3 separate regions of the Mus musculus genome follow, and all the other regions are linked to region 1. Evidence: chromatin contacts called from public HiCAR-type data. All regions are on one chromosome and are shown on one strand. Each heading gives the region's core, a stretch centred on a gene start, on an enhancer-like site or on the middle of the called end of the contact. The rest is flanking DNA. Distances are from core to core; before and after follow the strand shown. Region 1 has its middle 70 kb from the start of Gm35023. Region 2 overlaps Gm35426 (a long non-coding RNA gene). Region 3 has its middle 6.6 kb from the start of Gm35546.

Region 1 (4,275 bases), core at 321-2,820:
CGATGTGGTGCTGGTGCCCGGTATCCTTGTTACAGACTTCAAAGAATGTCAGAAACACCACTCTTAAGCCAAACACTTCCTGGGATACTCTCACCACAGGGAATGGTAGTAGAATTATTATTTCATTTCCTTTTTTGTAGTTTACTTTTTATTATGTGTGTGTGTGTGTGCGTGTGTGTGTGTGTGTGTGTGTGTGTGTGTGTGTGTGTGTACAACGGGTATCAGAGTGTATCATTCATGTAGAGGTCAGAGAACAACTGTATGGAGTTGGTTCTTTCCTTTTGCCTTTAAGCCGATTTCTGTGATCAGATTCATGTCATGGCATTTGAGTAGCAAGCACCTTTACCCACCAAGCCATCTTGCCAGCCTCTCATTGCTTCATGAAGCAGTATGAGTGTATGGTAGTTGTACATATGCATAAAGGATGCTTTAAGAGTTAACGAGAAACCACAATAACTTACTATTAGGTTAAATCATTCATTCAGAAATTGGACTCCTTCCTAGAATACTCATCCCAAAGCAAAAATTGTTCTTGGATTAAAACTCTGGGTACACTAGTGCTTTCTGGAGAAGCACACACTAGGCCGTCTTGATTCATACACCATTTTGAAATGCAAATCTGTCTCTGAGAGATGGCTCAGTATAAATCCACCTCCTTGCTAGAAAAAGGAAATGACGGACATTGATACAAGATCATACTTGAAAGGGTCAGCTTGTGGCAGCCATGATTCTTGGTGACCACCAGCAAGAAATTTGTCAACTAAACAAAAGGGGACCAGAGCCATGGCCACAGTTTAACTAGGAAGACGGTCAGTGACTTATCAAGCATATTGCTCTCCTGCCACGACTCACCCTGAACTTGCATGAAGCTCTGCAATGACACATGACCAATGATAATTCAAGACCTTTCTCTGGTTGTACATGGTAGAAATTACAACAGCCGGTTCCAAGCCTAAAATAAAGAACTGCACCAGTTTTGTTGAGCTGAAAAAAGAATTCGTTGGCTCATGTAAAAGATCACAGTTTAGTCTATTAGGATGAAGAAATTGACCTTGAGTAAAAACAAAATATATAATGTATTTTTAGTGTAGGAAATGTTATGTTTCTGTGATCATTTAATGGGACCAACTTAACCTTAAATAATCGTCATTCTGTTAATAAATACGTTGGAACCAGACTGGCAAGGAGAGTTTGAGAAATCCCCTAAGCTTGCTTGGCTTTTGTGTTAAATGATTTACCTTCATGGGGGAAAGTTGTGGGCACAAAAGCATGGGAATTTGTTTGCTATTGGACATTTGCCCTAAGCACATTTTGCAAAGAAAAGTCATTTGTGTATGGAAAAACAATATTCTGGTCAGGAGAAAGCGCCTATGTGTTTTGCAACCAGAAGAATCCTTACAGAGCTCCAGTTTGCCTGCCAATGTTACGAGGAGTCTTTAAAAAGTTAAAATAGCAGAGATTATAGAGTCCACATGTTGGCTGACCTGTTTGTTGTCCTTTCTGGAAGAGCTGTGAGAGTTGAGGGTACGCAGCGGGGTGGGGTTCCAGTAGGTGGGTCACAGGGGGTTGGGTTCACATTTGGTTGTTTTCCATGATTCCATTAAATGAGAACTGATGGAAGCCCTGGAATAAGACTGGGAACATCTTTCTGGCACTTCTGAACAAGAGTCACTTGACCAAGAATTATCCCATGACACAATTGCGGAAATAACAATACGCACGAGCCCGAGACTGTACCGCAGTCAAGTGCTGCACGTCTCTATACCAAGAGGACTGCGTCTACCTCCCTGATCTCCCCTCTCTCTCAGCGGGGCATCTGGGTCACAGGGCTGGGCTCTCCTTACCCCCTTGTTATATTTGTATCCCTCTTCAGCTCCAGTCTGAAAACCCACTCCACCCCGTTGTCAGACCGTTCTTCTGGCCTCCGTGGGCTTGCCGGCACACATGACCATTCATAGACACACATGCATTGTTTTAAGTGTAAAATGTTATCATTTAAAATATCTTGTTAACACACACAAATATAACAAAGTAATGGTGAATTCATACAGGCGTATTACCGCCCTCTATTATTCTGTTTTAATCTTTCCATTTCCCCTTAAATCACCAAGAGTTATTCTAAGTCAGCTCTCTGTTTCTAGAACTAAGAAATGGTTTCCATCTTTGACCAATTTTATGAGAAAGATTGTCTTGAGCCTTGATTTTGCATTTTGGGTTGTTTTTTTTGGTCTCAGTGACCCCTGCGGGCATTTAAAACATATACTTTAGTTCCTCACAGTCCAAATACTTTTTAAGGGGTAATTTCTGCCTACTAATGTTGCCTAGCAACATAGGAAGCATGCCACCTTATAGAGATGTTGACTGAAAGTCTGGGCATCGAAGTGAAGAGAAAATTCCAGCACCATATCTGATGGGCTGTGTACACCAGCTCCTTGGATTTGGCTCTGTGAGTTATGAGAACATACCAGAAATACTTGCTTCAAAATCGTAATGCTAGATACCTATTTCCCCCACAATCTGAGAGATCCCGGAGGATCCCGGAGAGCCTTGCAAAGCTATGTATCTTTAGCATCTAAGCCCTGTGCCAGAGGCATTGTGAACTCCGAGGAAGTGGATCTTGACTAAAGGAAAACTGAATTGAGTAATTCCACTGCAGAATGACAGAGTCTGGGATTGTCACAGCTGAAGCTGTGATGCCCTGGCCAGCAACTAGGAGGGAGGGAAGGAATTCACTTCAAAAACATGAAAACCTTTGTGCCCCTTCCATCTCTGGCCTCACTCAGCATGTTTTTCTTGAATCCATCCATTGGTAGATAGCTGTTTCTTTATTTTAGTTTATTTTTATTTTTATTTTTATTGTGTATGGGTGTTTTGCCTGCATGCATTTCTGTATGCCACCTGCACTCAATCCAGGAGGAGGCCACAAGGAGTCCCCTGGAGCGGGAGTTACAGATGGTTGTGAACGGTCGTGTAGGTTCTAAGAACTGAACCCAGATCCTCTGTCACAGCAGCCAGGGTGCTTAGGTGCTCACCCATTCTTTGCATTTCTGAAGAGTTGATTTGTTAGTTCTACATCCGTTCTAGATGTGAACAGCTAGAAATCAATAATTTGCTGCTGTTTGATTGCAGAATAGATAAGGTCAAATAGATGAAACAGAGAGAGCTTGTACCCAACCTTTCCCCTTTTTTGTCTTCCTGACAATCACATGATGATAATACCTTGAGCCTTCAAGAAGTATTGTGGGAGGTCTGAGGCTATGTCTCAACTTTTAAAGACCTTGCCATGCAGGCAGAAGAGCTGGAGTTCATATCTACAACACTTCTGTAAAGAAGCCAGGTAGGCGTGGATGCCCACCTGAAAGAAGGCTAAAACAAGGGATGCCTGGGACAAGATGTGACAGCCAGAATATGCCTGATCCTATCCCTGGGAGCAGACAAGACAATCCCAGGATCTCACTGTCAGCCATTCTACTCAACTGCGGGCCTCCAGGTTCGGTGAGAGACCCTGTCTTTACAAACAGTATGGAGAGTGGGAACGGATGCTCGGTGGCTACCCGGGGCTTCCACTGGTCAAGCCTGGCTGTGCACATGCTCCTAAATGCATGTGCATAGACACAAAAATAAAATCATTTTAAAAATAAGATCACAGCATTTTCCTTTTTATCTGCCATAGGGTCTACCACATGTCAGGTAGTTTGTTAGAATATGTAAGAGTGACGGATGATGTAATAGTTTGCCATGTAATCATATCTATGTAATTGTGTCGGTGACCGAGAGTGGAGGCTCACGATCTCCATCACATTGCTCAGCCTCCTAGCAGTTAGGTCTACAACTGGCTGACTCTGGCTGCCGTTGGGAAGAGGGGTGATATTGATAAGCATGGGGTGGCAGAGCCTCACATGGGAAAGAGCTCATGAAAGCCCAGAAAGAAATCTCTGCTCCAAATCACTGAGTTTTCTTCCCAGACTGTGAAATTCTTGACATCTCTTTGTTCTTCCCCTTTTCTCTCTCTGAGGGCAACGGGACATCATGTAACTCTAATGCGGTTGGTTTTGTCTCCTCCTTTGGTGATCCAAGCAGAAGGCCTGTGGGTCACAGAGTGGCTGAAACACAGCAATGGGGTGTGCCCATCCCTTTGAGATGCCATTGTCATTCTCTCAGTGAGCTTGGGTGGTTAGATCCTCTGTACCTCTCTTAGCCATGTATGTAACTACAGGGCGTGATGTTGAATTAACTAAAATACACATAAGGAAGGGAGTGGGGAGAGATGGGAAG
Region 2 (4,048 bases), core at 340-2,839, 790 kb before region 1:
GTTCCTCTTAATATACATACTCCAAAACTTTTGTGTTTATTTGGGTGTTGAAAGACTTTGCAATGTGTTGTTTATACTACTAAAACTGTTTCTTTGGATTCTTTCCTCATAGTTAAAGGGCAAAGTTCTGCCTAAGAGCAAAACTGCAGGAAGCAGAAGAGATGACGTTAGGCTCCATGCTCACCTGCCTTCTTGACCCACCACTCCTGGCCTTTCATTTGTCTGATTTATTACTTCTTGTTTGTCCCTGTGACTCTCTGTCTTTCTCTATCTCTGTGTCTCTCTATCTTCATCTCTCTGTGAGTATGTATGCTCTCTCTCTGTCTGTCTCTCTCTCTCTGTCTGTCTCTCTCTCTCTCTCTCTCTCTCTCTCTCTCTCTCTCTCTCTCTCTCTCTGTGTGTGTGTGTTATTTCTCCCTTCAGTAGCAGTGATGTGAATCAGGTAGCTAGCTTTCATAGTCAGGATGAACAATAAGTATCTACCTTCTACACTGCAGAATCTAAATGAAACTTAGACAACTGAATTCCAACTTACACATTAATGTTAGGACTGATGGTATTCTGATGATGACAGGCAATATTCCTGTTAGGCAATTCCTCTTATTCTGTAAATATTAATTTGCAGATAGTTTTGGTTAATTGGCCATGTTGGCATTGAATCTTGTAGTTACTTTTTGCTGAGTAGTTAAGTTGTATATATATTTTTAAAAATATTTGTCGGGCTGGCGAGATGGCTCAGCCGTTAAGAGCACCGACTGCTCTTCCGAAGGTCCTGAGTTCAAATCCCAGCAACCACATGGTGGCTCACAACCATCTGTAATGAGATCTGATGCCCTCTTCCAGAGTGTCTGAAGATAGCTACGGTGTAGTCACATATAATAAATAAATAAATCTTTAAAAAATATTTGTCAGTGGTATCTTTAATAGGATTCAAGTACACTTAATTTCTTTTAATGTGTCTGGACTCAGTGGTCCACAAAGTCCTTTTCTGGAAGATAAGCAAAAAAATCACTTAGATGTAACTTTGTGATCCAACAATCCTTCTACCTCCACGTATTTGGAAATCTGAACCACCACGTCAGATCTGGTGTGACTACCTCTTAGGTTTATAGGACATTGATTAAGACACCAATGACTTGCCTTAGATTTGATTTTGATTCCTTTCAGAGGCCTTCCATGCATGACTCCAACGTGATTGTAAGCTAGTACTTGTTAAGTTCACTGCAAGGTGAAAGGTCATTTGTATGATTTGTAGTGTCAGTGGTCATGCAACTGCCTGTCAACATCTCTGGCAGCTCCGCAGCTCATGGAAAATTATGATACCACACGGAAGCCCTGGCCCTCTGCATCTTGTTTTGAGATTGTATTTATTTCAAGAAGTTTTAATTACATTTATTTATAAATGTGCATGTAAACAAACACACACAATTGAACACAGAGTTTATAAATAGCCACAAAACCATTCTAATTAAATGTCACATGGATTGTAGTGGGAGAGAATCAAGTGGGGCCCTAGGGCTTTTACTGCTTATTTCCGGTTTCCTTCTCTCACAGGACTTTGCTTTTGGCATCTGGATTGTTGACACGGGTGACTAAGCCTTGGCTTGGAGGGCGTTCCAGTCTCCAAGTTGCTGACTTTTGCTTTCCACCTGGGAGCTGGGGTCATTTTTCCAAGTCACGCTGCATCCTGGTTCCCAAGAAGGGATCCTGGGTGGGAAGGAGGCTTGGATCAGGAAACCAGGGCTCCTCAGAGGCAGCTTGCTGCTGTCCTGGGCTTGAAGTCAATGTCCTGAGAATATCCATGGACTCTCTGGGCTGGTCTGAGTAGGAATGGCCCCATTAGACTCATGTGTTCGAATATGCTTGGCATTAGGGAGTAGCATTTTTTAGGAGGTGTGGCTTGACTGGAGGAGGTGTGACTTTATTGTAGGAGGTGTGGCCTTGTTAGAGTATCACTGTGGTGGTGGGGCTTTGAGATCTTAAATGCTTAAGCTATGCCCAGTCTAAAACACATATAGTTCTCTCCTGCTGCCTGGGATCAAGATGTATACCTCTCATCTCCTTCTCCACCACCAAATCTGCCTGCATGCCACCATGGTTTATGCTGTGATGATAATGGACTAAGCCTCTGCAATTGTAAGCCAGCCCCAATTAAATGTTGTGTTTTGTAAGAGTTGCTGTGGTCATGACATCTCTTCACAACAATAAAACCCTAACTAAGACACTCTCAAACTGCCTTTTAAGAGGCATCTTAAGACTGGACCAAGGGTACAATCAGCTAATTAAAAGAAGCATAAATTCAATTAAACACACACATTTTTGCTCATGAGCCAGCAGTTAACCAGTTTGGCTATTATTTCAAACCTTGATTTGAAGCAAGATCTTAGACAACAAAACCCAGTACGCTTGCTTTGATTAGCTTTGAACAAGAAAGTCATGCTGAAAAAAAAAATGAGTAGATTATATGAATTCATTTAAATGACAATTTTATTTTCATTCTTTCTGCCAATGGTTTGGATCAAAATTTAATCCTTATATAATTCGTGACCTGAATGATATTTAAAATATGAATCACTTCAATAGTAAGAGTCTCTAATAGGTTAAAATATGGTTGGTTGTGGCACTGTGGCTAAGGTATCTAAGTTGATAGAGTACTTATTCAGCAAGGCTGAAGTTCTGGGCTCCATCTCCTGCATTGCATTGATGAGTTACAGTGCACCCTGTAATCAGGAGGATAAAAAGCACAGGGTTATCCTTGGCTATTTGGTGAGTTATAGGCCAGCCTGGGACACATAGGTCACTGTCTCCAAAACAAACCCAAAAACAAACAAACAAAAAAACAAAAGGAGGGAAACTATGACTATAGTTTTAGTTAAAGGCTGAGCATGTTACTGGGTGATAGTTTCTTGCTAACAGACTTCCCAGCTTCCCTTGATGCCTGCTAACCAGTTTTGGAAGGGAGGGACTATGGTATGGTAGTCCTTGTAAGGGTGCACATCCTATCTTCTTCTGTAGGCTTTTTGCCATCTGCACATAAGTGTCAAGATACTCCTTACTGTGCATAACCATGGTCCCACCTAAGGTCAGACCAAGCCTTCTGTCCTTCTCCTGATGCCTTAAATAAAGTTACATAATCAAGGCAAGTTGGAGGAGGAAGACAACAGGAATCTGTCTCAATGCCATGCCTTATGGCGTGGGCAGGCAGAAGATACCCAGAGGTCCACCACCACACGGCTTGCCTTCACTGGGAGCTACTACATGTGTGAATGTGTGGTGGATGGATGGGAGAGAAAGAGAAGTAGAACAGTTTGAGCATTATAGAGGTGGAACTGGAGATGTGAGAGTAAAGAGCAACAGCCTGATGTGAGTAACAGGCCCCATCACCGATGCCATGGAGGAATCCCAGCCCATGCAGCCACTGAGGGCCATGTCTGGGATCATGGCGATGCAGCAGCAGTGGTGTAATGTTGATTCACCTGAGGTAGTTGCCATCTCCAAGTCTTACTGCTTCTATCTACTCACCTAGGCCTAGCCTTAGCCCTATGGAAGCTTCCAGCTTCTGTACAATCTAACTTAGGCCTAGAACGTTTTCAGCCTCTGAGACTTGCTGCTGAATAAGCTCACCCTTTCTTGTTCTTTCTGAACTCTGGCTGGCTATTTCAACTTAGCTGTTCTGCCTCAAACTCCTCTCCAAGCTGACTGATTCAACCTGGCCTCTCTTTCTCAGTCTTTGACTGTTTGCTTTGCTGGCCTCAAATTAACTCTGGTAATCTGTTCTCATCTTCTGGCTCTTTCTCATTTTCCGGCTTGTTCTGTCTTCACCTGTGTCTAGTTTGTTGTCTCTCTGCAACCTGTCTCTGTAAAACTCTCCCAGGAAAACTGTCTCCTCCCTCCCTCTATGTACTACCCCTGAAGTAGCCTCCCTTTCCTCTCTCTTTTAATGAGAGTGGGGCAGATCCTATTCTGACCAAACCTTTTTCAGATTGTCTGCCACTCAGTTAGACATCACTTTCCAACATGGGTGCTTTCTTCTACAAACTAACTTAAC
Region 3 (4,233 bases), core at 223-2,722, 890 kb before region 1:
CTTCACTCCAGCAGCAAAACCTCGGGCGTGCCAGCTACTCAGGTCATTTCGGGAGAAATCTAGATTCCATTTAGACACATTCTGAATGGCTTTAAATGTTTTACTTTCTCAGGGTTCCTCGGAGCCAGTGTTTATCATTAGATGAGTACAGTTACAGAGAGATCGAGGGCTTGCTTTATTCTGGGTCATATCCATTATAAAGGCCTAGGTTAAGCCAAGCTTTCCCCTTGTCCACCACTTTCGTAGGCCTTTGACTTAATTTCCCCGGCTGTGTCACCCCTTTCCTGGGATGAAGCCCCGGGCCCTGGCTGTGCCTGCTGCTTATGTCTCCTGGACCAGCAGTGCCACATTCACAGCCCCTCTTGCTCTCCTGCACTCTCATCACAGTCCGCATCGAGTGTTGGACCCGGCAGCTGACACTTGGGTTTGGCTCAGAGCTGGTTTGTAGATCACATGTCAGAGCAGAACTTGAAGTCTCACGTCCAACACAAAGAAAAATGACGCCAGTGCTTGGGAATGTCTTTAAACAGAAAATATGTCAACTCAGTGAGCCCTCAACTCTGCCCAGCTTTCTCCTTATTGTATTTATGTTAAGATGTTTGCAAAGTGTCATGTGTATGTGTGTGTGTATGTGTGTGAAATGATTTTAGGATCAAGATATGACAAATCTGTGAGTGTGCCTTAAACAAGGACTACAAGGAGCGTCACCCCTGACAATCCTGGCTTTGCTCACCCTGATTCCACTAAGTAAAAACTCTACAAAGGAGAATCCTGGATATTCACACAGACCTTGTGAATCACCTAATAATGATAGAAATAGCCGAAGTATCAGTGATTAATGGGCAGAAGTGACGAGGAAAGGCAAGCTTATGGGAAACTGTTCCTAATGGTGATGTCAGCAAGGAACAATTTGCAGACATAATTACTAAAAAATTATCAGAGTCTTCCTTGTCAAGTATTTTGTATGTTTATAGAGCTGTTGGTGACTCATTTTAGAAGTCTGGGAGACTTATTTGATTTGGAATCAGGACTTTATTATAGCTTAGCTGTTATGTAATAGTTTATTCAGACTGATGGGGAGGTATTCTTCCATGTCAACAGACCTTGTATGTGTCTAGTGAGAGCTCCCCATAATTATTTCAACAATTCATATCTGGATGTTTCCCCTATATTTCCATGCCTAGAATATGCTCTCAGTTTGTATAAAGCAGTGCAAGGGAAGTGGAGAGGCAGGCTACCAGGCTACCACCAACCCTAGTGATCTAGTAGTGTATTGGTCCAGTTTCTTTGGGATATGAGGGTGGACACAGGGGCTGGCTCTCAGGCAAGCTCTACCCTTAATGTGGGCATTTCTATATGTGTTTCTCAGCATAAGGAGCCAGGGTCCTCCATGGCTTTACTGTGGTCAACACTATAATTAGTCAGGCTTTACCCACATATTCCAAATTCCAGTGCTTAAGTGCAAAGTCATCTGGGTACACCCAGTTTGGATGTTGGCTGGGAAACTATTGTTTGATCAACACCTCTAGTTGCTAGCCTGAAGCGTTTCATTTGGAGTTTCGAAAGCACTAATAGCAACCAGATAGACATGTGTCTCTGATGTTGTTGCCTCCAGAACAACTCCAAAATAAATGTACCCAGAGAAATCCATGGCTCCCAAGGAAGGTTGGACCCTCTCTTTGCTCCAAAGGGGATGGTCTGGAGAAACAATTAGGAGGGTAAGAAGGGAGGTCCCTTGTATTCCCTTCCTGGCTGGTGTACTGCCTTGTGCTACTGTAAGAATAATAGGATTAATAGTAAGATTGAGGGGTTATTTTTTGCCTCTATAAACGTTTATCTGTTGACTCAAGGAAGCAGAATTTAAACATAGAGCAGTATAATTCATCTAAATATTTGTTCGTGTGGGTTTATATGCAGATGTGGGGATCTCACTTAAACACATCAACGGATTTATTTTTTTCACGTGGTAACCCTTTATATCTAGGTGATGTTTGTTATTATGGAGAGAAATAAGGAGGAAGGACAGAACTTTGGAATGAAGAATTGAAACAGAGAGGAAAAGAAAAGTGATAGGGCTTCCCCTCCCTCTAGGTAAATGGAGGTCAATACACATTTCCAAGGAAAGCTATGAAATTATTAACACCAACAACAGAAATGCCTCTGTTTTGTAATAATGGATAATGAAGAGTATTTTATGACCCAGAAAGTCACAGCACAAAAGGCCATACTTCCTCTAAGCGGGTTTTAGTTTACAATTAAAAAAAAAAAAGCTTCTGTTTTAACTCTTGAAGTGCACGTTGTCTTGTGAGTGGTCTCCCGAGGGATGATTCTGCTTCTTGGCTACATCAGAAATTCTCTGAAGCTACAGTACAGTCCTGTGACTTCTCTGTGACTGTCCCCCTCTGAGTACTGCCTCCTGGGAAAGGCTGAAGAGCAATTGTGTGGGACTTCTAGGCACTGGTAGGTGCACTCAATACTCACGATGATGGGTTGGTAACATGAGCAGCCACTCCAGCACCGTGTCTTAGAAAGATGACACAGCTGAAGAGCAGCCAAAAGCAGTTGAAGGCAGTTAAGAGCTGGGTGTGGTGGCATAGACCTGCAGTCCCATCTCTCCTGAGGCTGATGCAGGAGGTTGATGTGGTTAAGGCCAGCCTGAGCTAGCTGTAGACGGAAACTCTATTTCCAAACCCCAAATGCTGTGAAAGCAGTCAGGATTGTGTGTATATGATAGGTGATTTCTACAGGTCTGTTTGCTTGGATGTTGATATTTTCTCCCCTTTGTTCTTTATTTCTTCTCTCTGTCTCTCTCCTCCCTTATCTCTCTCGTCTCTCCTCCCTCACTCCTTTCCCCTCTCTCTGATAAGCCAAAGAGAACCAATTAGCACCCATTTTCATGAAATCTTTGTTTAGAGAGCATCAACAGCAAAAAATAAAAATAAAAATAAATAATAATAATAAAATGCTAATTAGCTTTTTAACCAAACCCCTGCTACCTGGAAAGCATTTAATCAAATATGAGAATGCATTAGCTACTGAGTTCTTTAAAGAGTCTCAAGAAGTTGTTATAGATATGACTCAGCTTCTGATGGGTTTCCATTCTAATAAACATATCATAGAATGAAACTATTCTGAGTTATAAAAGACATTTAGTCCCAGGACTCAGTAGGCTGAGGAGAGGGAAGTGCAGCAAAGAAAGATTCTGTTTCAATGGCGACAGAAGGAAGCACTTACTGGATCTTGGCTTCTAATCCTGTGAACACCACAGACTCTCTGGTACGTAGTAAGCACCCATGGGGACACTCTTGTGGGCCTGCAGTTGTGACATCGAATGCAAAGTGCATTCTGTGAAGATGTAAGGAAGATGTGAATTCAGTGAATACAGTCCACTGTTTGCATCATTTCTGACAAAAGCTGAAGAGATAGGAGCGGCGAGGGACAGGGTGGTGGTCCCCAACTGTCACTGCTAGAGCAGGGGCGGGGCTGACAGTGTGTCCTCATTTGCTTTAGGATACTGGATCTATCATCCCAGGACACTTCCTTATTTGATCTTTTCTCATTAGAAAGAAAAGTATATATTTAAAAAAAATGCAAAACAAAACTATCCTGACCAGGTTTCCACTTTTCCTTGCACCTGGCGAGAGAAAAGCAGAGGCAGTGGCCAGCCGGTTCCATTTGCTTCCCATTTAGTTGTGACCTTTTCAAGAGCCCTCACTTTTGTTACCAGTGTTAGGGTTGAGGTTTGTATCTGAAGGTAGGTCCTGGTTCTCTGGGGCACTTCAGACTTCAGGTTCCACTAACAGTTTCCTAGTTATTTATACCCATGAGGGACCAGCTTGCCCTTCTAGTTGGGAAAGAATATTTCCTTGCCACCAAATGGCCCCATTGTACTACTATCAACCCCAGTGATCTTAGACTCCATTCAAGGAAACCAAAGCTTAAAGAGGCCATGGCTCTCTGAGTCTTTTTTGCTTTCTTCTTCCTTTCCTCTTCACCCAACCTCTTTCCCTGACCTCCCCTTTTTTTCTACAGCATTTCATTATGTTGCTCAATCTGGCTTTGAACTTGGGACCCTCTTGCCTCTCCCTCCTGAGTGTTTGGATTACAGATGTCCACGACCATGAAGAGCAAGATCATGAATTTCTTAAGTCCCCAGTACCATCAGTAGCAAGAGGAGAAACACTTCCAAGATGACATGTGGTTATTATTAGCTTGGGGTAAAAGTTGGAGGAA

The links. HiCAR-type assays count read pairs that join an accessible place to other places.
Region 2: a contact with region 1 is called in a HiCAR-type map of fibro-adipogenic progenitors, with 7 times the contacts expected there. The contact joins two enhancer-like sites. A contact is called at or near these places in 1 of 484 Hi-C or Micro-C datasets (muscle stem cells) and 1 of 115 datasets of contacts at active chromatin or transcription factors (fibro-adipogenic progenitors).
Region 3: a contact with region 1 is called in a HiCAR-type map of fibro-adipogenic progenitors, with 5 times the contacts expected there. The contact joins two enhancer-like sites. A contact is called at or near these places in 2 of 484 Hi-C or Micro-C datasets (myocytes and olfactory sensory neurons) and 1 of 115 datasets of contacts at active chromatin or transcription factors (fibro-adipogenic progenitors).

What each region holds. Positions count from the first base shown.
Region 1 is chr1:185,685,991-185,690,265 of GRCm38.p6, reverse strand. No RefSeq gene overlaps it. Among named protein-coding and RNA genes, the nearest start is that of Gm35023, 70 kb to the right of the region's middle. Within about 2 kb of position 1,570, at least 3 of the 459 cell types and tissues checked have an H3K27ac peak or open chromatin away from gene starts, as enhancers often do. A contact at or near this core is called in fibro-adipogenic progenitors, where this site is marked.
Region 2 is chr1:186,476,297-186,480,344 of GRCm38.p6, reverse strand. The region is part of intron 1 of Gm35426 (a long non-coding RNA gene); the gene reads left to right. Among named protein-coding and RNA genes, the nearest start is that of Gm35426, 8.1 kb to the left of the region's middle. Within about 2 kb of position 1,589, at least 46 of the 459 cell types and tissues checked have an H3K27ac peak or open chromatin away from gene starts, as enhancers often do. A contact at or near this core is called in fibro-adipogenic progenitors, where this site is marked.
Region 3 is chr1:186,578,565-186,582,797 of GRCm38.p6, reverse strand. No RefSeq gene overlaps it. Among named protein-coding and RNA genes, the nearest start is that of Gm35546, 6.6 kb to the left of the region's middle. Within about 2 kb of position 1,472, at least 40 of the 459 cell types and tissues checked have an H3K27ac peak or open chromatin away from gene starts, as enhancers often do. A contact at or near this core is called in fibro-adipogenic progenitors, where this site is marked.